Linked DNA regions of Mus musculus: all the other regions are linked to region 5. Evidence: chromatin contacts called from public HiChIP or PLAC-seq and promoter capture Hi-C data. All regions are on one chromosome and are shown on one strand. The core of a region is the stretch at or near the end of the contact, and the rest is flanking DNA. Distances in the headings are between cores, read along the strand shown.

Evidence for each region. Promoter capture Hi-C pulls out the DNA fragments that hold promoters and counts their contacts. HiChIP or PLAC-seq counts read pairs in DNA pulled down with a chosen protein or histone mark.
Region 1: an H3K27ac HiChIP or PLAC-seq map of regulatory T cells shows a contact between it and region 5, with 7 times the contacts expected there. The contact joins the promoter of Blcap here to the promoter of 4930405A21Rik in region 5. A contact is called at or near these places in 5 of 39 promoter capture datasets (liver, neutrophils, pre-B cells and 1 more), 3 of 484 Hi-C or Micro-C datasets (CD4 T cells, embryonic stem cells and regulatory T cells), 3 of 115 datasets of contacts at active chromatin or transcription factors (memory CD8 T cells, regulatory T cells and thymic regulatory T cells) and 2 of 9 other capture datasets (adipose tissue and liver).
Region 2: an HNF4G HiChIP or PLAC-seq map of pancreatic cancer cells shows a contact between it and region 5. The contact joins the promoter of Spag4 here to the promoter of 4930405A21Rik in region 5. A contact is called at or near these places in 1 of 115 datasets of contacts at active chromatin or transcription factors (pancreatic cancer cells) and 2 of 9 other capture datasets (adipose tissue and pancreatic islet).
Region 3: a promoter capture Hi-C map of pre-B cells shows a contact between it and region 5, with 2.8 times the contacts expected there. The contact joins the promoter of Eif6 here to the promoter of 4930405A21Rik in region 5. A contact is called at or near these places in 6 of 39 promoter capture datasets (the C10 cell line, frontonasal cranial neural crest, liver and 2 more), 1 of 484 Hi-C or Micro-C datasets (CD4 T cells), 3 of 115 datasets of contacts at active chromatin or transcription factors (bone marrow-derived macrophages, large pre-B cells and thymic regulatory T cells) and 2 of 9 other capture datasets (adipose tissue and liver).
Region 4: a promoter capture Hi-C map of liver shows a contact between it and region 5, with 2.4 times the contacts expected there. The contact joins the promoter of Ergic3 here to the promoter of 4930405A21Rik in region 5. A contact is called at or near these places in 2 of 39 promoter capture datasets (cranial neural crest and liver), 2 of 484 Hi-C or Micro-C datasets (CD4 T cells and LSK cells) and 2 of 9 other capture datasets (adipose tissue and liver).
Region 6: a promoter capture Hi-C map of liver shows a contact between it and region 5, with 3 times the contacts expected there. The contact joins the promoter of Nfs1 here to the promoter of 4930405A21Rik in region 5. A contact is called at or near these places in 5 of 39 promoter capture datasets (the 3T3-L1 cell line, the HPC-7 cell line, liver and 1 more).
Region 7: an H3K4me3 HiChIP or PLAC-seq map of bone marrow-derived macrophages shows a contact between it and region 5, with 3 times the contacts expected there. The contact joins the promoter of Rbm12 here to the promoter of 4930405A21Rik in region 5. A contact is called at or near these places in 2 of 39 promoter capture datasets (liver and pre-B cells) and 1 of 115 datasets of contacts at active chromatin or transcription factors (bone marrow-derived macrophages).

The regions. Positions count from the first base shown.
Region 1 is chr2:157,564,901-157,567,761 of GRCm38.p6, forward strand. Blcap (bladder cancer associated protein) reads right to left here and starts at 1,461. Exons shown (of 2, transcript NM_016916.3): 1 at 1,348-1,461.
Region 2 is chr2:156,063,645-156,066,881 of GRCm38.p6, forward strand. Spag4 (sperm associated antigen 4) reads left to right here and starts at 1,569. Exons shown (of 12, transcript NM_139151.4): 1 at 1,569-2,027; 2 at 2,490-2,594; 3 at 2,923-2,989; 4 at 3,161-3,222. The coding sequence starts at 1,718. Gm39970 (a long non-coding RNA gene) reads right to left here and starts at 970. Exons shown (of 3, transcript XR_866890.1): 1 at 361-970.
Region 3 is chr2:155,824,942-155,828,231 of GRCm38.p6, forward strand. It overlaps Eif6 (eukaryotic translation initiation factor 6), which reads right to left and starts at 1,984. Exons shown (of 6, transcript NM_010579.2): 1 at 1,386-1,984; 2 at 1,184-1,269. The coding sequence starts at 1,492.
Region 4 is chr2:156,006,678-156,009,603 of GRCm38.p6, forward strand. Ergic3 (ERGIC and golgi 3) reads left to right here and starts at 1,351. Exons shown (of 13, transcript NM_025516.5): 1 at 1,351-1,551; 2 at 1,688-1,758; 3 at 1,887-1,974; 4 at 2,183-2,302. The coding sequence starts at 1,464. It also overlaps a transcript of 6430550D23Rik not described here.
Region 5 is chr2:156,719,245-156,722,241 of GRCm38.p6, forward strand. 4930405A21Rik (RIKEN cDNA 4930405A21 gene) reads right to left here and starts at 1,665. Exons shown (of 4, transcript NR_040505.1): 1 at 1,462-1,665. All of the region lies in intron 7 of Dlgap4 (DLG associated protein 4), which reads left to right.
Region 6 is chr2:156,142,936-156,145,989 of GRCm38.p6, forward strand. Nfs1 (nitrogen fixation gene 1 (S. cerevisiae)) reads right to left here and starts at 1,251. Exons shown (of 13, transcript NM_010911.2): 1 at 1,085-1,251; 2 at 432-523. The coding sequence starts at 1,205. It overlaps Romo1 (reactive oxygen species modulator 1), which reads left to right and starts at 1,218. Exons shown (of 3, transcript NM_001164216.1): 1 at 1,218-1,345; 2 at 1,524-1,654; 3 at 2,667-2,859. The coding sequence starts at 1,524. The coding sequence ends at 2,775.
Region 7 is chr2:156,110,170-156,113,439 of GRCm38.p6, forward strand. Rbm12 (RNA binding motif protein 12) reads right to left here and starts at 1,796. Exons shown (of 3, transcript NM_029397.3): 1 at 1,617-1,796. Cpne1 (copine I) reads right to left here and starts at 1,796. Exons shown (of 16, transcript NM_170590.3): 1 at 1,617-1,796.

The DNA of each region.
Region 1 (2,861 bases), core at 211-2,710, 850 kb after region 5:
CCACTGACTTCTTCCATATGCCTGAGAGACAATGTTTGCCACAATCTTCTCTGGAAATAATCCTGTCCCCCTCCCTCCACAGGGCTCATACCACACCAGGATACAGATTCCTGAACATTCCCAGGGCAGAGCCAGAAGACAGAGAGGAAGGCAATACAGGGCTCTTGGTAAATCACACAGTCACAAGCTTGAATGGAATGCGTGTATTTCAAAGAGAACAAGTAAAAAGGGCAGCCTAACTCTCATCCCCCTAGAAATAACAGGTAAGAAGTTAAAGTGTTCTGTCAACAACTTTAAGATGACCATTTTCAGATCGAGAATTGATCTGGTTCCTGGAAACTGACCAAGGTTCCAGAAATCCAATCTTTAAACAGGAACTCTGGCCATTAATGAATCTTGACTTAAAAGAAACAAGCCAGCTCAATCTAATGCTTGCCAGGGGCACATAAAATGGAACTTTTTTTGGGTCCTGGCTTTGGTGTTGCAGTTCAGATGGCTGACAGGATGGCTGGACCATGTCAGACAGGGCAGAGCTGTCCCCAATATATCAGTTCCCTGAAAGGGACAAAGAAGATCCGAACCTATAAACAGAAATAACCTATAAACTAGAACGGGCCCCAGTTTCCCAAGTAAAAAGAGACAAGAGACTTAGAAGAAACCTAAAGGTGGTTTGGCAGAGAAAGGAAAAAAAAAAAAAAATCGACTGTCCCCATCCCCCATTCTTCCTTTCCAGCCAGGCACTCCGTTCCTTCTGCTGCCCTTGAGTGCCACTCCCCACAAACTGGAGAGGGAACCGGTGTCCAGACTCGACGAAAAGTTGGTGGAAGTGAGAAGCACACGGGACCCGTAGCAGATGGTCACCCTATCACTCCGGACACAAAAGAGAGCGTTCGGGGCCCACTTCTACTTTCTCCCCACACTCCTTCGGATAAGGGTGGGGGAAGAAAAAGAAAAAAAAAGGGGGGGGGGAGAGAAACTGAAGTGGCGAGGAAAGAGTGTCCAGCCTCCCAGAAGCTGAGCCCCTCGCCAAGGTCCGGAACAGAGGAGGTGGTGGTCGCGCCCGCCCCTCCCAGCCCCGTCCCGGGAGCGCGCTGACCTTGGAGGCCAGAGTGACAGCTAAGGAACCCCGGAACCCACCCAAGGGACGGGAAGGGACCACCCCCAAGGCCCAGGTTGGGACGAAAAGGGGAGGTCATCTGACGCCAGACAAGGGTGCGCCCGACCCCGGCCGCGCGGAAAGCCCCGGCGAGAGGCCAAGCGACGCCTAAGGTGACCCCGGAGGGCTAACATGGCGGCGCGGCCGCACCGAGCGCTCTCACCCTGCCCAGGCGGGCGACGCCACGATACCTGCGAGCCCCACCATGGCACTGCCGCCACTGTCGCCGTCGCCGCCGCTGCTTGCCTCCACCTTAGCTCGCCACCAACGCCGCAGGAGCTGGGGAGACGCCCCCTTCGTCTTCTAGTGGAGCGGTCCAAGGACCCCCGGTCCAGAACCGAGCTGTCTTCTGAGAACGCCTGACAAACTGGCTCAAAGCGAGGCTACTCTCAGACACTCTCCCCTCAGTATCCGCCACGAAATGTCCTTTCTGAGTTTTTAGTAGACTTGAATAAAATTATGGGGCGCTAAGGTCTTCAAACCCGTGGAATATTTGGTCAGGCGTATCTTAGGCAGCCCCGAACCTCCGGCCCATGGTCCCCTTCATGCATATGCAGCAGATTGTGATTCTTACTCTTTGAGAGCTCCGCGGGCGAGCGAGGTGTAGTTACGCTGATGAGCGTAACTCCGCAGAATCCTTAGCACCTTGTGATTTGTGTACTTTGGGAAAACTTCTCGTGGCTCAGATCTGGCCCTTCAACCACGGGCTGAGGACGTGCTTCCTCCTTGGTGAGGAAATGGCTTGCCCCAGGCTTGTTAATGTCTAGATGAGTCAGTGTGGTCACTTACTAGCTTATTAGCCACGTTCCTGACCTCATACTGTGCGCAAGCGCAGTGCTAGAGGCTAAGGAGGTACAATTCTACTCCTGACCCCAATTTTCTCAGTCACCAGGGTGAGAGTGAGTGTCGGGGGATAGTGGAGAGACTACCACCCAGTAACCACTTGTAGTCGCACCAGTACATGATTTGTAATTAGGCATCGTGGAAGGCACTAGGAGGCAAAGTAAAGAGAGGAGAAATGAGTGGAATCCTGGTGTCTGGAGTGGGCGAGGGTTGGGGCCGTCTTAGGCATATTGAGTTTGTGCATTGTGTGAGTGAGGGGTCTTGTTCCAGACATGGAGGTGACAACCCTAAGGGTGGAAGGTGAACAAGGAATATGACAGGTACCTTGGTCATGAATTTGAATTTTTGTCTTGAGAGACATGGGAAGCTATGTTCTTCGAGGCAATGAAAAGAAATCTGGGTCTCTCCGAGGCCATTGACTTTCAGGGTTAGAAAACATGAAAGTGAGGTTTGGGACAGGAAGCCAGTTAAGCAACCAGAACATCTTTCCAGACACAAAGTCATGGTGACTCAGACAGGTAGTGACTAAGGGAGCTAGAAGAGATCATATCAAACTGGGTGCGGGAAGCACATACTGAGGCACAGGCATTGACTCCTAAGCTGTGGCTGTAGGGATGAAGAAGAGGTGAAGAGCCCTTGGCCAGGGTGGAAAGGCCCGAAGACAGGCTGCTAGGGGACAATCAGAAGTGGGACAGAGAACTCAGTAGCGGAAATGCCTGGGCACACCGTGGATGGAGAGAGTGGACCTGTATAAGGGCTGGTGGGCCTCCCTCAGCACACGGGTCTTGGTAGTGTCTAGAAGCCAAGGGGATCCAAGGCAGGAAGGAAGGAGGCCAATGGTGATCTAGGGAGGAGCTGGGAA
Region 2 (3,237 bases), core at 319-2,818, 660 kb before region 5:
TAGTTATTCAAAATGTGGTTCTAGGATAGCAAGATGGCTCAGCAGGTAAAGGCACTTGTTGCCGAGCTTAAAGCTTATTCTCTCTCTGTCTGTCTCTGTCTCTGTCTCTTTCTCTCTCTGTCTCTCTGTCTCTCTGTCCCTCTGTCTCTCTCTCAGCTGGGAGTTGTGGTACATGCCTTTACCTCAGAGCTTGGGAGGTGGGGGAGGCAGGCAGATCTGAGCTCCAGACTGGCTTTGGCTGCATAGTGAGACTCTGTTTTAAAAGTGAATAGGAGGGGCCATAATAAATGTTTTAGTGTGTTGGATGATGCTCTGTTCCTTCCTAATATTTACTGCTTCCCTAAATACTAGGGCACTTACCAGGCTAGACCCGTCTAGGTACTGCAGGATACAGAAGTGAACAAAATCTAGGTGCCATTGTAGCTGGTCATGATGGACATGATGACATGCCCATAGTCTCAGGCTTGGGAGACTGTACCGGGAGTATGGTCCTGACTCGGGACCATCCTGGGTTATATATCCAGTACCAGGCTAGCAAAAGAATCAAAGCAAAACCTCTTGTCTAAATTACATAGGAGATTGGGGCAATGTCATAATCAATAAAATGTGCGGAAGCCCGGGGACCCATGTGCAGATACCCAGCACTGTAGGTAAAAAGCGACAGACCAGAGCTCAGGGGACTGTGATCCCGACTCTGAAGAGAGAGAAACAGCAGAATCCCTAGGACCCGTTGGTTAGCTCTCTAGTCAAACTTGTAAGAGACCGTGACTCAGAACAGAGAGGAGGAGTTGAGATGGCCCAGTGGATAAACCTCACGCTTGCTGCCTAAGCATGAGGACTTGCTTGTAAACCCCGAATCCACATAAACAGAGGGTGCTGTGGTACTTGCCTGTCACTGAAGCTCTGTGGGAGTAGGGACAAGTGGAACCATGGAGTCGTCCCAGCCCTCGTTCAATGGTTCTCAAACTGTGGGTCGGGACCTCCTTTGCAAACCTCTATCTCCAAAAGTTTATTCATAACAGTAGCAAAATTACAGGTTTTCTTTTAAAGACTTATTTATTTTATGTATATGAGTACACAGTTGCTGTCTTCAGACACACCAGAAAAGGGCATCGGATCCCATTACAGATGGTTGTGAGCCACCATGTGGTTGCTGGGAATTGAACTCAGGACCACTGGAAGAGCAGTGAGTGCTCTTAACCGCTGAGCCACCTTTCCAGTCCAACAAAAATATAGTTATGAAATAACAATGAGAATAATTTTATGGTTGGAGGTCACCCAACATGAGGAACTGTATTTAAAGGTCGCAGCATTAGGAAGATTGAGAACCGCTGGGGCCTAGTTGAAAAAACAAAACAAAAAAGTGAGCCCCAGGTTCAGAAAGAGAGAATCTATCTCGAAAGCTAAGGTGGGGAGCAGGAGAAGACAGCAGCAGAGATCAACTTCTGGATGGACACACACACACACACACACACACCCAAACCATGAACAAAAATGTATCAGGAAAGGGGGATGGGCTGCTGGCTCCCAGTGACGTCACGGGCGCTCTGTGACGCGGCTCCTCTGTGACGGTGACAACAGCACAGCAGCGGGAGGGTCGGCCGAGCCGCCGCGGGGCTCACGCAGGGTGCTACCCTGCGGCGCGAGGCAGCTGAGGAAGGGCCGAGGGCTTTGGCTGCGGCGACTTCGGCTTCCCAGAGGGGTAGCCCAGGTCAGGATGCGGCGGAGCCCCCGCTCAGGCTCGGCCGCATCCTCTCATAATCACACACCCAACTTCTACAGCGAGAACAGCAATAGTTCCCACAGCGCGACTTCGGGGGACAGCAATGGGCGCCGGTCCGCTGGGCCGGAGCTCGGGGAGCCCGAGGGCAGAAGGGCCCGGGGCTCGAGCTGTGGTGAGCCCGCCTTAAGCCCAGGAATGCCCGGAGGAGACACATGGGCAGGAAGCTCTCGGCCGAAGCTGGCGCCTCGGAGCCACAATGGGCAGACCGCCTGTGGCGCGGCAACCGTGAGGGGCGGGGCCTCGGGTGCGGGCGGGGTCGAACCCGGGGGCGAGAGGGCGGGGCGGGCTCGGGGGCGGGGCCCGGCGCGGACCTGGGTGCAGAAGCCCCGACCTGGCTCACGAGGGGACGTGCTCGACACGTGTCCCTCGGGGGCGAGCTCGGTGCCATGGCCGGTCCCGGGAGGGGGCGGAGGAAATCCTGTGCCTGGGCATGGCTGAGGAGGTGCCGCAGGGCCGGCGTGAGTGTGACCCTAGTCCGGCCGCACGGGGACTCAGACTGGGGGGCGGTTTCCACTGATTGAGACTCTCCAGCTCCGGGTCTGGGCGTGTGCAGGGAGTGTGACCTGGGGCAAAGGCCTGGACTAAAAGCCTGTTTGAGAGGCTGCCCAGCTGTTTGGCACTAGGGTCAGGAGCCTGCGCCCGGGCCCCGAGGGGAAGAGCGGGCCTGTGGTGCACAAAACCTCAATGGTGCCCTGGGCTCTTGCAGAACCGTCTGGATCTTCTGTAGTTTTGGAGGAACAACTCAACCTTCTCCCGATCCTGGATCTGAGGCAGGAGATGCCTACCCCGAGGGTGTCCAAGAGCTTCCTGAGTACGAGCCAGGCCAGCCCCATCCCCTCTGACCTTGGCACTCAGAACCCCATTTCTGCTGAGTCTGAGTCAGAGAAACCAGCCCAGATGCCCTTTGACCTCTGCTCTCGGACCCCCGCCCCTGTTCCCAGTTCTCCTCCTCGAGCCTGTGCCCTAGTGTCCAGCCTCAGCTCATTTCCCCAAACGACCCTTGCCTCCTGAGCCCCAGACTCTTGTCCTCCGCACCACCCCAGTCCCCACCCCGGCTTCTCTTGAGCCCTTCTGAACCTGCACTACCTCACCTTCATGGATCACCCTCTCTGAGCTGCTTCTCCGGTCTCCGTCCCTAGGCCTCCTCTTTCAGGTGCTGAGCATGGTGTTATCCCTGGCAGTCGATGGGCTGGTCTGTGTGTGCAGGTCAGAGGGAACGGCAGGGCTCAGGGAAGGGCAGCAGGGCTGGCCCCACCCAGGCTAGAGCAGATCCAGATCTGCTTGAGTTCCCAGAAACTGGGCGGGTCTAGGACCCCCACGGTCGAGGCTTGAGTGGTTCAGGGCCTCTAGGCAGCAGCTTCCACTCCTGTTCTTTAGGGAAATCTGCTCCATCCGCTTCCTGTTCACTGCTGTGTCGCTCCTGAGCATCTTTCTGGCAGGTGAGGAGCATCGAT
Region 3 (3,290 bases), core at 734-3,233, 890 kb before region 5:
CAGAGAAACCCTGTCTCGAAATACCAAAAAAAAAAAAAAAAAAAAAAAGAATGGCATTTTTATACAAAGCATTCAACATTACACTATGACTACAGGCAAGCGTCTGCCTAGCCTGAGCCACAGTTCTCAATTTCTGAACCTCACGTTACGTTCCTTAAAACAGAACAAAGACCAGACTAAAATCTCTCATGTCGTGTCAGAATTCATTTCATAAGGACACAGTTAAAAGACCAGGATGTTTTATTATCAGAGATTAATGTAAATGAGAAACCATGTAGAGTCACCACCCATGCTTAACGATTAAAAAAAAAATGTTTTTAGGTAAATACATAAAAGCCTGAACCAAGAAACTAAGAGTGTAGCAATGGGGCACAGTGCCAGGTGAAAGGACTGCAAAGGCATAATGGCACACACCTACTAATCCCCAAACCTGGGAGGTAGATGAAGGTGTATCAAGAATTCTAGGTCATTCTTAGCTACAGGGACAGTGCAGCTAAGGCCAGAGTGTGGGGGGATAAAAGGAAAAGTCGGGAGCCACTCAACACTCGAGTTGTAGTTAGAAATTGTAAGAATTAGCCTGGTGTGATGGCGCACGCCTTTAATCCCAGCACTCAGGAGGCAGACGCAGGCGGATTTCTGAGTTCAAGGCCAGCCTGGTCTACAAAGTGAGTTCCAGGACAGCCAGGGCCATACAGAGAAACCCTGTCTCGAAAAAAACAAAAAAAAAACAAACAAAAAAAGAAATTGTAAGAATTAAATGCAGCTGAACAGGGTGACCTGGGACCTTAGTTATTTCCTGAGGGAGAAACTGATGCTCAAAAACAAGAAGCAACTTGTTCATATTCAGAGGCAGGAGAGAGATGCAAATCCTCTCCTCCGCCCTTAGGTGTGGGACTCTGTAAGTCACATAGTTCCGAGCGACAACCCATGCTTTCCAGTATCCCTGTGAAGGAAAAACGAGACCAAGAATGATAGCCAGCACTTAATGGTATTTCGCTCCGGCTACTCTCAAGTCTGAGAGACAGTGTTCTTGATCTGCAGTTCGAGTCCCACACACCCGTCAGATTCCAAAGTCCACTGGGCCCGAAAGCCTGGGAATCCCCCGATCACTGGGGGTAAGCTCCAGGAAACTAATGACTCAGAGTGCTTCGCTGTGTCCCTCGGCGTCTTCCACCCGCCTTACCCACACACATGCGCCCGATGATTCGGCAGCCGGCGATGGATGCGTGCACCACGGGAATGGCATCGGAGAGCTCACCCTCGAACACACTGTAGAAACACGGATTCGCTGCTTACTGGGGTGGGTCGCTCTTTTCAGACCTCTCGCTCTCCGCCTCCCTTCCCTTCCCGCCCCGGCGGCTCGGGACCAGAAGCTCTCGCCTCACCTATAGAAGTTCTCTGAGCCTCCGATGGCCACCAGGCAGTAGGCGTTTGTGAGTTTGGCAAAACAACCGACCTCACAGTTGTTCTCGAACGACGCTCTGACCGCCATGAGAGAGGCTGGGGGGCAGCACGACTGCGGGTTCTGGGCCGACAGATCCACTCCGGAGCCGGGTCAACCAGCCTCGCCTCCTCAAACCCCGCCCTCTCGGGCCCCTCAGATGCCCGGGCGTGCGGACGGATCCCTCCTGGCTCTCCTGCCCCAAGTCCTCTCGCCCTGCGACCCGGAACTGACTTTTGCCGCCCAGAGTCCCAACAGCTCACCAAGCGACTCCAATGTCTACACGCTGCAACAACTTCTCCCGTAACTAGCTTTCCGTTTCCGCCTCCTCCCAGGCCCGCTTCCGGGAGCGCGCAGGAGCCGGGCGGAGCTGCTGGTCACTCTAGCCCCACCCTTTGGGAGGACTCGATGGTTACTAGGTGACTCCGCCCGACCCCGCCTCCTGCACGTTTTCTTGCTTTAGGTTTTTGGCTTCACCTCCTAGTGGGTCTTTTTAGAAGGAATAATCAATCAAACCTGAGGCTGGGCAAATGAAAAGATGAGGAAATGAGGAACCGGTGTTGTCTGGTTGGAGCTGGATTGATTGGAGGGCTTTATTTACCGAGTAAGGACGGGAAAAGGGCGGATTTGAGAAAGAGGATAATCACACCCCGGCCACGCGGACGGAAGTGGGAATCTGGACCAGTGGCAAGGGTCAAGGGTTGAAGATTGAAATTTGGCATAGAGATCAACCAAGAGACCAGGATAAAGTGGTTGGAGGAGGCATAAGAACCATAGGCTGAAGAAGACAATGGAGACGGGGAAATGTGTTACGGAGAGATTGGAGGAGAAAGGGTTCTAGGGTAAGCAAAGATCTGAGAGCTGACTTGCTTCCTTGATGTGTTTATCACGCAGTTTATCACCCCATCAGCAGCCCTGGGGATAGTGGTATGGCCCATTTTCATAGAATAAACTTGTCTCAACTAGTGTAGAATATACAAAAGTCCCCAGGGTGTCTCAGAATGCCACAGTGGAAGGTAAAAGGAGCAGAGAATCACTTACCGCAGACTGTCTTATGCCATTCATTCTTCTCCAAGAAGATCTGATCTGAAAGGGGCATAAATGGCGCGGCGCCCTTTCCCCAGCCCCATCATACAGTCCCATAACCGAGAACACATCAGATTGCTACGGGGTCTAGCCACAATTGCCTTTATTGATTAGTACCATGCACAGTCTCCTGCAGGTGCTAAGTTCAGGAGAAAGACCCATGACCAGCTGCAGCCCGAGCTTCCAGAGACATTCAGCAAGGTGGTCTGTGTGTTTGTGTCTAAGTGTTCAACTACGTGCTCTGCTTATCTCCCCCAGCTCACCCCAGATCCGCTCATTGAGCCCCACACCACTCTCTGGCTTACTCTACCAAGAACTCTTAACTCTCCTCCACCTGGCTCTCCCCCTGTCCTTCAAGACCAGCCTCCAAGTCAGCCTCTCTCTGATAAGCTTTGTCGATCGCTCTACTATCTCCATGACCCTCTGTCCCTAATACAGTTTTCATCTAATACATCTGTCTTGTTCTCTGAGGTTTGTGCTTTTAAGCTTCAGCCCTCAGAATCTGCATCTAAGTAGCCTTTCGGCTCTAGGGAATGTTCAGGGTGAGGTTGTGAGCACAGCTTGGTGCAGAGTTAGGATGAAGAGTCATATGTGTATTTATAGTTTCTGAGTCTCAGGGGGGCTCTGCAGTGTGTACTAGAAGCTTGAATTTTCTGTGGCCATTCATTTAGGCAGACCATATTGATTATGTACCTGCAACAGAAGTTTTATTTTTGAGTTAATCAGAGAGCTCTGTATACTCGCTCTATGCATCTATGGGTGT
Region 4 (2,926 bases), core at 101-2,600, 710 kb before region 5:
TTGACAGGAAATTGAATTCAACAGCATAAAATAGATTCCTAAAGTGGGATTTATTATCTGAAGCAAGAGTTCTACGTCAAGACCTTTAAGCTCAAGCATGGAGACTGAGCACAGCATGGTTGCTGGCTGCTCTTTCAGGGGACCCTGGTTCAGTTCCCAGCACACATTGGGTGACTCAGAACTGCCCATAAGTCCAGATTTCAGGGATCCAATGCCCCGTACTATCATCTGGTACACATAAACACATGTAGACACACATAAAAATAGTTAATAAATCTTCAAAACAGAAACCTCCCATGAGACGCTAAGAGGCTGAGGCAGGAGTCCAGGTGTTCCTGGTCAGCCAGAGCAGCAGAAAGACACTTTCTTAAAACAAAACTATTGAGCACTTTGTTTTAGTCTTTATAGCGGTATTAAGCTGTCTAGAGCTAATGGGTTACAACAGAAAGCAAATAAGGGTTTGTTTAATCTCCACTCCATAGCCTTGTCCTGGAGGGGTGGAATCAGCGAACGTCTTTATTTTATTTATTGACCCACACTGGGATTAGCACTTGGACGCTGTTTAAGAACCCAGGGTACTCTGAAGTCCAGAACTGGGTTCCACTATTGATCAGTTTAAGCTTGAAAAAAAAAGCAAAGTTAACACCCACTCTCTTTTAAAAATAACTTATAGATTATATTTACTTTTTTGTGAGTGTAGTCAAGGGCACGCCACGGCATTCATATGGAGGTCAGAGGACATTTTGCAAGAATCAGTTTTTTTCCACCATGTGGGTCCTGGGTATAGAACTCAGAATTGGCAGCAAATGCCTTCACCTTGCAAGCCAGTTAATACCCACTTCCCCCTGCAGAGATTCTCATGCCTTAACCGCATTGGAAACACCTTGGAGCCACTTTTGACTTTCTAATGAGGGAACCAATGATTTCCTTGGAACCGATTTCTTTCTTTCTTTTTTCTTTTGTAATTTTTCAAGCCAGGGTTTCTTTGCGTAACATCCCTGGCTGTCTTGGAACTCTCTTTGTAACCCAGGCTGAACTCGAACTCACAGACATCCGCTTGACTCTGTCTTCTGAGTGCTGGGATTAAAGAGTGCGCCCACCCCGGTTTGGAACCAATTCTAATTAACGCTGCGGTGGCTCTGGCGGGGTCAAGTTGGAAGCGCTGTCCTAAGAGATCCAAAGGTCCAAGGAGAGGCACTTACCACAGGTGCTGTCACTCCGCACCCAAGCACCGCCCTCTGTGCTCCCAGCCCGCCCCTCTCGGAGCACTGCCCAATCCGCGCGAGGAGGCGTGACAATGTCCACAAGCTAGACTGCCTTTGAGGAGGCAGGTGAGGGGGTGGAGCCCCACTTACGCACCGCTACGCCTGCGCAAGACAGCGAGGGGCGTGACCCCGGGTCCAGGCCGGAAGCGGGAGGCTGGAGGGGCGGGCCGGCTGGTGTCCCCTTTCCGGCCGGTCCCCATGGAGGCGCTGGGGAAGCTGAAGCAGTTCGATGCCTACCCTAAGACTCTGGAGGACTTCCGGGTCAAGACCTGCGGGGGTGCCACGGGTAGGTCTCGGCGCGGGCAGGGTTGCAAGGAGGGAGCTGTCCTCGCGTTCGGCCCGGGCTCCCGGACCCTCCGTGGCCTGCTAAGGGGCTGAGGGGTGGGATATAGGCCGTTCCAAATCTCGCTCTCGCCCTGCAGTGACCATCGTCAGTGGCCTTCTCATGCTCCTGCTTTTCCTATCGGAGTTGCAGTATTATCTCACTACGGAGGTGAGGGGCGTGGCCTAGAGCGTGGGCGGGGCCTGGCATTCTAAGGGCAGGACCCTTAAAGGTGGGAGAGGGGAGGAGAGGCGAGGAGAGGCATAGGGGCGAATCTGACTGAGGTAGACATGCTCTAGGTGCATCCTGAGCTCTACGTGGACAAGTCTCGGGGGGATAAACTGAAGATCAACATCGATGTTCTTTTCCCGCACATGCCTTGTGCCTGTGAGTACCCGATTGTGAGTGGGGAGTTGGACTCCTGGACGTAGGGTGGGCTTCCAGATTTACACCTCTGGCCTTAGATCCCAGAGTGAATGCCAGGCCATCCTCATTCCCCGAGTCCATTTCTTCCTCAAGATACATCTTTCCCATCAAAGCTCAGCTCTCCGGGTCCCTGGTGTCGTAGCGCCTTAGCTTGCCTCTCTGTTTCCAGACTTGAGCATCGATGCCATGGACGTGGCCGGGGAGCAGCAGCTGGATGTGGAACACAACCTGTTCAAGAAACGACTAGACAAGGATGGCGTCCCCGTGAGCTCAGAGGCTGAACGGCACGGTAACCAGGGGAGGGGGACAGGTCTCCGATCCTACAGCTGGACATGCCTGCCTTCCACACATGGGCCGTTGCAGGCTCAGTGACACCGTAGACAGAAGTCAGCTGGCTTGCTTAGGGTTCTACAACTATTAAAAATCAAGAGTCAGTTGAATCCATGCTTCTGGTATTGGAACATTGAGTAGAATACCTTAGGGGCTGGAGAGAGGGCCCAGTGGTTAAGAGCAAGACACTTTGCTCGGTTATCGTTTCTCAAGCTTGAACATGGGTCTTCCTTAGGTAAAGGAAGTTTGCTTGTCCACCTCATTGGCTAGAGTACTGTCCCCCGTTGCAGTGCGAGTATCCTAAGATTAAGAGCTTAAATTCTCGAGTAGAGTTGCCTGGGTTCGGATCTAGCATTGTCTTGCAGTTTGTGAGCATGATGCAGGGCTGGATGCAATACAGATGGGTCTCAGCTTACAACACTCTGACTTGGAGATGGTTTGAAAGCACGCCTGTACAACCATTCAGGTCTTCACTTTGCGTAGAGGACTCAGTCATTGGAGGTACTCGGTGCTTTGTTAGGAACTAGTCTTCATGTCAGATGGTTTGCCCAGCTGTTGGCTGGGTAAGTATTCTGAGAATGTT
Region 5 (2,997 bases), core at 415-2,914:
TTCCCCTGGTTTGCTCAGCCTGCTTTCTTATAGAACCCAGGACCACCATGAACTGGGCCCTCCCCGACTGATCACTAATTGGGGAAATGCCTTATAGCTGGATCTCATGGAGGCATTTCCTCACCTGAGGCTCCTTCCTCTCTGATGACTCTAGCTTGTGTCAAGTTGACACACAAAAGCAGGAATGCACAGCTTTTCACTGTTCAAATTTTCTTTTCTTTCTTTCCTTCTTTCTTTCTTTCTTTTTTTTTTTTTTTTTTTGGTTTTTCGAGACAGGGTTTCTCTGTATAGTCCTGGCTGTCCTGGCACTCACTCTGTAGACCAGGCTGGCCTCGAACTCAGAAATCCGCCTACCTCTGCCTCCCAAGTGCTGGGATTAAAGGCGTGCACCACCACGCCCGGCTTCAAGTTTTCAAGGGATTTACCAAAATGGTGACCCAAAGGGGAAACCAGCTGCCAGTCTATCTGGAAAGGACCCTTTACCCTCTCCTAGAAGCCCAGGCTCATGCAGGAGGGTCTGAGGCCTATGTGCCAGTGTTACACCTCAGGCCTGGGTCAGCCAACTGCTCCTCTATGCTAGCCTGACTTGGGCAAGGACTCAGTCAGTCACAAAATCGTCCCCATACACACCTTACAGGACCTGAGGCGGGGGGCTGGGAGGGGGGTGACCAACAGAGAAGGGTGCTGACATTCCTCTAGGACCAAGGTCTCAGACTTGGTGAAGTCCAAATTGAAGCTGCCAGTGAGTTAGTTCTTCTGTTCAAGAGAGTGAGCTGGATCAAAGGGTCAAAGACTTGCTGGTGAAAATTCTGTCTCTGCCTGGTTTCTCTCCAGGGGATACTCAGCACTGGGGAATCCCAAAGAGAAAGGGGGACTTGCCCAAGGTTATGCAAGAAGTGTTACTGAATCGAAAGGACACAGCAACACATGAGGTGTCATAGCCATTCAAGAATTTACTTTGTATTTTCACCTAAAGCAAATGAAACTGAATAGCATGGTGTAGCCAACTCCTGCTTTTAGAGTGCTTAGCACAGTGCTGGCATCAAGTAAGTTTGTTGCTTTTGCCATTATTGTGTCTTAATGCAAAAGGTAGACTGGAAACAGTGTTACCTTCTTCATTTCCCACAGTCCTCTGTCAGATCCCAGTACAGAAAGCAGGCAACCAGCGGGCTTGCCAGGCAGCAAAGATCTGTGCTTGGCAGAACCTTCTGTAAATGGACTGTCAGTCTGTGGGCGGGGAGGGGGCTCACTCGGTTGTCACATTTTACAGAGGCACAGAAAGGTTAAGCATCTAACCTAAGGTCACACAAGTGGGATACTGAACCCGTCCTTAGGACCCTTGGGAGCACAGCAAGGGATGAGGCAAAGAGGCAACTAGAAACTGCGCGGCTGAGTAGCTAGGACCCGCGTGCGGGACAGAAAGCCCACGGTGGGCTCTCTCCTCAGCCTCAGTTTCCCTACCTACAGCGAGGCGTCGCCACCAGGGTGAGCCCGCAGGGACGGACGGCCACTCCAACTCCCGTACAGACCACGCATTGCGTTCCAGCTGGAACCGGTTTGGCGGGGCGGTTCGAGAGGGCGGAGCCCCTCACTCGGGCATGCGCGAGTTGGCGCGGGCGCGCACTCCCTTTCAAGACCGGCCGGCCAGGGCGTGGGCCGCGCGGTACGCGTGCGCGCTTGCGCTGTGTCCCGCTTGCGCGCGCCCCCTGGCGGCCCCGGAATCCCGGGCGACGCGCGCGCGGCTGACGCGAGGGGCGGGGCCGGCGCGGGGCTTTAACCCGGAGGCCCCGCCTCTCGGGCGTACAAAACCGGAGCCTCGGGCCGGGCCGCGTGAGGGAGGAGGGTGAGTGCCCGCCGCTGGCCGCAGCTGCCGCCAGTCCATCCGTCACTCCGTCCGTCTGTCCGACCCACGTCGTCGCCGCCGCCGCCGCCGCCTCCTCAGCCCGGACGCCCGGGGCCCGCCCAGCGCCACCCGGAGCAGCCGCGGCCCCGCGAGGAGACGGGCGCCGCCTCCGCCCGGCCCTGCCCTGCCCCGTCTTCCCGTCTGTCCGTCTGTCCGTCCGCCCGCTCGCCCGCGCTTCCGTCCTTCTGTCGGGCCACTGGCCCTCGGGCCCGTGTCTCCGCTGAGCCCGCTTTGTCTCTCCCTAGCTCGCTGTCTCTTTGTCTCTGCTCTCGCGCTCTCGGCCCCTCCCTCGCTCCAGGATCTCGGGTCCCCTCTCCCAGCGCTCCTCTCCTCTCTTACAGCCACGGGTTCTGGCACCCCCATTCTTCTGGACTCCCTAGATCTTTTGGGGCCTCTCCTTCAGAACACACTCCACTCCCCCAGGCCTTTCCTGAGCTTACCACACATCTTGAGGGTCCTTCTTGATGCATGTGCCCCTGATTTCCTGGGGGTTATCTCCACCTAGTCCGCATTTCCCGGAGGGTTTCCCACTTCTCCGGAGCCTCCCATAGCTATCAGAACCTTTTACATCCCTTAGTGGTCTCCTTGAACCCCCAGTGTCTCCCCAGCTCCCTAACTTAAGAACCTCTGCCTTTCCTGGATTTGTCCGCTGTCGCTGTCACTGTCTCTCCTTGTTCTCCGAGCGTCCCACTTCTCTGGACCCGGTCCCCCCCACCCCCCTTGCTCTCCCTGCTTCTTTCACGCGTCTGTGTCGGTGGTCTCATTGCTGTCTCTAACGCCTGCCTCAGCCTTCTCTGCCCGGGGCTCTTGCTCCTTTGCTTCTCTGCCCGATCCCCTGTCGCCCCTTTTCTCTGCTCCTTGTCACTCCCTCTCCCTTTTCTGTCTCTGCCGGGTCTCTGGGTCTCTGACCCCCATCCGGCCCTCATGGCTTTGTGTCTGGAGCTCTTGAAGCAATGTGAGTGGTGGGGTGTCCGGGTCGGGCCGGGCGGAGTCATCCCGCAGGCTGGCCGCGGCAGAGGCTCCATGGGGTTGGCGCTGGGGCAGGGGCTGGCGCTGGGGTAATGAGGCTGTGGGGCCTCTGGACCAGGGGAACA
Region 6 (3,054 bases), core at 1-2,500, 580 kb before region 5:
CAACCACATGGTGGCTCACAACCATCTGTAATGGAATCTGATGCCCTCTTCTGGAGTGTCTGAGCATAGCTACAGTGTCCTTGTGTATATATAAAATTAAAAACAAAACAAAATAACAACATAGGTTTGAAACTCCCTATGTGGCTTAGGCTGGTCTTAAGCTCACTCAAACTACCCATGCCACACTGTCCAGCTCCAACACCCGAGCAATTACTATTAGTTATAATGCCTGTACTGGAAGGATCTGACAGGGTCAGTAGCTAAAAAACAGTAAAGCCTTTTCTACTAAACTAACATCTTAGCCTCCTGATTCCTGGCAGCTCCTTTTCCTAGCACATTTAATAGTTCTCAAGTCGGATGAATTTTAGCCTGTCGGTGAAATTTGTCCTTCTAACCTTTCCTCCCTACAAAGAACCTCTGTTAGTCCTTACCAGAGGAGTGGTGGCCTGTACGTCCATGTAGAGAGGTCGCAGCACTGCCTCTGCCTCTGAGTGAACAGGCGAATGGGGGCCATGATCTACAACTAACAACAGATAGCAGTGGCAAAGTGAGAAACCGTGGACGAAGGGCACACAAAACAACAGATGGTCAAAGCTTCTTTGAGGTGAATTTAAGGAAGGCGGAGGTCCAGTGTCAAAGTAAACAAACAACAACACGCGCTGAAAGACATCGAGTTAAGTAATAGACACAGGGTTCTTGGAAAGGGCGCGGGCAGCAGCAGTCGGGGGCAATGTTTAAACTACATAGCACCGAGTGGGACGAGCTGTAAAAAGCAAAGCCATTTAGAAGAAAAGTGAAAAGCGCAGGTTCCTTCAAAGGTTCACGGCAGGAGGAAGCTCATCTAGCATCTTTAAGACTTGGTCAGGAGAGAACTGAAGGATGAGAATTCCGCTCAAGGGAAGTGCGGAGCAGTATGTAAGGGCCCTCCCGAAAACAAATAGGAGACCGGGCGACGGGAAGGTTTAAGAGACTGGGCGATGGAACAAGGCGGGTAGGATCCGCAATAATGCAGTGCTTAGCAGCACCGACCCAAGGGGGTTCGCTCCTCCAGAAACCGTGGGAACGAAAAGGAAAGGGAACGTACCGCGCAGGCGCAGTCCCCGGGTGGGCACCGAGGACCTTCCCAGGGCCAAGGAGGTAGCCGCCAACGACGCCCGCCTCCAAGCGGCTCGCAGCAGCATGTTCCCAGCCACAGAGCCCACCATCCGCGGCGCTTGCAAGTCCTCAGCCCATGCTCCCGGAAGTAACTGCGCTGTGCTCCGGAAGCGATCCCACGGACCGCGAGCGCCCTCCGCCTAGCATTCGGAGTGAGACGTCGAGCTGAGCGATCGCAGCGGAGAACGAGGTGAGGTGGGGCCCGACAGTGGCCTGCGTCGCGCGTGCGGGGTCCTCCATCGCGAGGGTGGTGGAGGCGTGCCGCGGGCTGGCTTCTGACCCGGGTGCTATGTGACCCTGCTGTGCGTCCCCTGGCCGACGCCACGGCTGGTGACCAGGCCCTCACTGTCCTAGCACTCTCGCCGCAGATGCCGGTGGCCGTGGGTCCCTACGGGCAGTCCCAGCCCAGCTGCTTCGACCGCGTGAAGATGGGCTTCGTCATGGGTTGCGCAGTGGGTATGGCGGCCGGGGCGCTGTTCGGCACCTTCTCCTGTCTCAGGTGAGCCTCGCGGACAGAACTTCCTGCCTTCCGAGGGCTCCAGAGCCCACTCAGACGAGGTTGAAAGCACAGGATTTACGGATCTGAGTTCTAAAGTCAAAATGGCTTTCTGACTCCTTTGTTAGTTCAGTGTTATTGAGTTTAGTGGAGTACTGGACACTTACCTCCACTTTTGTAAGAGCCAATCATATTAGTATGATTTACATTATCTGGCACGTCGTAATTACTTAGCGAAGGGTTATTATTGTTGCATGGCGTTTTAACTCCCAACTGCATGTAATGAAGCAAGCCTGATGAGAATTAGGTGTAGTGAAATATTCTACCTCTGAGATAAACTGCTATCACATTTGGATACTGTGCTTATAAATTACTATTTACCCAGCACTAGTTTAATTGTAGTGCTAAGTACTGTAGTTAACCACCGAGCATTAGCTGTGAGCACCTTAAATCCACCAGCACTCTGGACGGAGTGGCAGATTCCTGAGTTCGATACTAGCCTGGTATATAAATGTGAGTTCCAGACAGCCAGGGCTGTTACACAGAGAAACCGTCTCAAAATAAATAATAATAATAATAAATAATAAATTAAAAAGTGTAGTTACCGAGTCTGTAATGTCCATTTTACACTTTATGCAGTTTATAAATTGCAGCGCTTGACTCAATCTAGGTTAAACAAAACAAAACACTAAGGAATTATCTAGAAGAAAACTGGCTACTCAATGATAAAATACCATAGAGGCACAAACACGACTGCTTTCTTGCCCATGTACTTCATTATCTCTGCATCTACAAACTAATGCAGCATTCAGCACAGGTCCTAGAGACCCTAGATAGATATTTTCCTTGTCATTGCTAATCCTATGTGGGGAAGAGTAGCATTTTAAGAATGACAAATGAGATTGTCAAGCTGTTAGTGCTTAATATATTCAACAGATTTTAAAGGGGGGTACTTAGTTCAAATCTCTATTCCTGTAATTGTATTCCCAAATTGCTTTCTTGGTTTCCTCCTCAGGATCGGAATGCGGGGTCGGGAGCTAATGGGCGGCATTGGGAAAACCATGATGCAGAGTGGCGGCACGTTTGGCACTTTCATGGCCATTGGAATGGGCATACGATGCTAATTAGGGCTAGGATGCCCTGCAATACCTAAACTTCCCCATCCATTTCGACCCTTGTACAATAATAAAGTTGTTTTCTTCTCGTTATATCAGTCTATTTTTACCTAGTATTTATCCTAGACCCAAAGGTTTGGTAGTCCCAGTACCCATCTCAATGGTGACCCAAAATTGTTTCATTCTAACTATGATCTGTCTTCTGGAGACAAATAACCAAATCTCTACCCAGGCTTGTTGATACACACACTTTATCCAAACACTCTGAAGATGGAGACTCGTCGTTAA
Region 7 (3,270 bases), core at 546-3,045, 610 kb before region 5:
GTAGCCTAGAGCAGTAACCACCACAGTGGTTTGATGGTCTCAGATCCGAACATAAAATTATACATTACAATCCACAGTGACCAACATTTAATCAAACACAAGGTGATATAAAAATATAACACGTTTTGATAAACTATCCAATACGCCTTGTGAAATCACCTAAACACAAACATTTCATTTCCTTCCAAAATTATATTCGAAGTTATGTGAACAGTTCTTCCACAATCACTTTCTACAAATCCAAAAGTCTCCATCTCATCAAAAGCAACAAGTTTCAAAAACAAGTACATCAGTTTTATTTACCTATTTTTTTTAAATAAAGATTTTTTTGTAGGATTTTTTTCCAACTGCAAACGCTCTTTAACATTTTAACAGTATACAATGGTTAACAAGGTCCCGGACAATTTTTGTTTCTAAGACTGAAGTTCACCAAAAATTACAGCTCAAACTATCCAAAAAGCCCTGAAAGAAATAGTCTCTCCCTTGAGTTGCCATCCATCCTAGTTTTTTCCCACCAAGTCATATAATAAGATTCGCATCAACTTAAATCTTAACGTACACAATAAAATGGTTTCTGCCAACTGCACACACTCAGTCATCTCGGAATCTAGGAGCCAAGAAGGCTTTAGGACCCAGAATACTTCTGCAACACAGCCTGTAATTCGCAACTTTATCTACCAGAATGAATGGATCTTTAGCACTTGAATAAACCACAGGGGACTCCTTAGAACTTCCAATAAAACACACACTTAGGTTACTAACTCGCTTACTAACACGGGCACTCCAACCTGCTACGTTAGTCCATACCCCAATACTAACCTGTAGATCTTTAAAATGCCTTTCCTTCTATTTTACGCGGCTGCAAAGTGGCGCCGCCAACCTTCAGACAGTAAGTAAGCTATCTAAGACACCCACCCTCCTTCCTCCAACTCCCAAAGGTGCTGCAGATAGCAGCCCCTCCCCTAGTTGGGAATCAAGGACCAGCCATCCTAGCTACAATTCTTCAAGCCTCTCCGACCTACAGGGCGGCTCCAATCACCTACACTTAGGAAGCCCCTCCTCAGCGCTAGACCTAGGAAGCTATACACTGCAATCCCTGCACCTCCAGGCCCTAAAAGCGACCGGTTCCCAGCCTCCCAGGACACCTTTCCTCCCCATAGGAATGTCCCTAGTGTAGTCCACTTTTGCAGGTCATAGGCCACTAGGACCTCTTCACTTCGGGGCAGAGGTGAGAGTTAAAACCTCGTTCCCGCTTAAAGCCAACGAAGCCTTCCCCACTAAGCGTGCAGGCGTTTTCATCGCAATCCCCCCCCCCCCGACCCGGTAGTTCGCAGGCCGCGAGGCCACCCGATGCTGGCCGCTTCCCCTCTCAGGACCACCGGGCATCCCCGCTAAGGCCCTGCTCCCACTTCGGCACGCAGACTCCACCTTTCGCATCCTCGGAGGCCCCGGAGCGTGAGCGGCGCCCCAGGACCCCCGCAGCCCCGCCGCGACCCTTTGTGTTGGGCGCTCGCGGCCGCGGGCTCCGAGGCCTGGGAAGGCCCCGCCCCGAGGCACCAAGGAGGCGGCTCGAGCCCCGCACAGCCCCGCCCGTTCCGGGGCTGCGGGAGTCTTACCGGGGAGAGCTTGCGCGGCACCAGAACCCAGACCCGAGTTACCCCCCGCGCGAGTGCCTCAGCCCTGCGGCCGACAGCCCCAGCCCGAACGGCTTTCCCGGAGCCCACTGCAGCCAACACCTCCACAGCCGCTTCACAAAATGGCCGCCCGCCCGCTCCGGCGCTCCGCGTTCCCGGAGTAGGCGGGGCGCCGCTGCCGACGTCACCTGATGGGAGACGCAGGCGCGCTGAGGATTTGGGGTGGGGGCAAAAGCTCGGAAGTTGCAGGTATTTGTGGTGAACCCGGTATTTTAGTAGCTGTTTGCAAAGTCAGACCTGAAGCTATTGTCCAAGGTTCCTTGCAGAGCTTTTAAAGTACAGGCTCCTTTGGCTCTTGGAGACCCCCGTGAAGGGAGAAAAACAATGCCTTCACTGCAGAACTGTCTTGAGGATTAAACGCACCAAGAAGCAAAAGCTTGAACCTTTTTTTGACTATTGAAAAAAAAAAAAATGGGAGGCAGAGGCAGGCGAATTCTGAGTTCGAGGCCAGCCTGGGCTACAGAGTGAGTTCCAGGACAGCCAGGACTATACAGAGAAACCCTGTCTCGAAAAACCAAAAAAGAAAGAAAGAAAGAAAGAAAGAAAGAAAGAAAGAAAGAAAGAAAGAAAGAAAGAAAGAAAGAAAGAAAGAAAGAAAGAAAGAAAGAAAGAAAGAAAGAAAGAAAGAAAGAAAGAAAGAAAGAAAGAAAGAAAGAAAGAGAAAGAAAGAGAGAGAAAGAAAAGAAAGAAAGAAAGAAAGAAAAAGGAAGGAAGGAAGGAAGAGAAAGAAAGAAAGAAAGAAAGAAAGAAAGAAAGAAAGAAAGAAAGAAAGAAAGAAAGAAAGAAAGAAAGAAAGAAAGAAAGAAAGAAAGAAAGAAAGAGAAAATAATCCTGCTTGGCAGTGGTGGCACAAGCCTCTAATCCCCGCACTTGGGAGGCAGAGGCAGGCAGATTTCTGAGTTTGAGACCAGCCAGCACTACACAGAGAAACCCTGTCTTAAACACACACAGAAAGAAAGAAAGAAAGAAAGAAAGAAAGAAAGAAAGAAAGAAAGAAAGAGAGAGAGAGAGAGAGAGAGAGAGAGAGAGAGAGAGAGAGAGAGAGAGAGAGAGAGAGAGAGAGAGAGAGAGAAAGGAAGAAAGGAAGGAAGGAAGGAAGGAAGGAAGGAAGGAAGGAAGGAAGGAAGAGAAAATATTCTTCTGCCATGGGGCTGGAGAGATGTCTCAAAGGTTAAAAGCTCATACTGCTCTTCCTGGCATCTTAAATTCTATGAGCTACATGGAGTGGCTCACAACCTCCTGTAACTCCAGCCTCAAATCTGACTCCCTCCTCTGGCCTCTGTAGGCAGCGACACTAATATGTACAAACTCTCACACAGAGACATTAATAAAAATAAATATAAAAAGAGTAAAATATCTTTCAATATTTCCTATAATCCCCAGTATTTGATTATACAGGGAGACCTAGGCTCTACCAGACTCTGCCCCTTGATTTTGTGTGTGTGTGTGTGCGAGAGAGAGAGAGAGAGAGAGAGAGAGAGAGAGAGAGAGAGAGAGAGAGAGAGAGAGAGAGAGCGCATGCGCGCGGGCAAATAAGAGGGATGGAGAGAGAGAGGAGAGAGACAGAGAGAAAGAG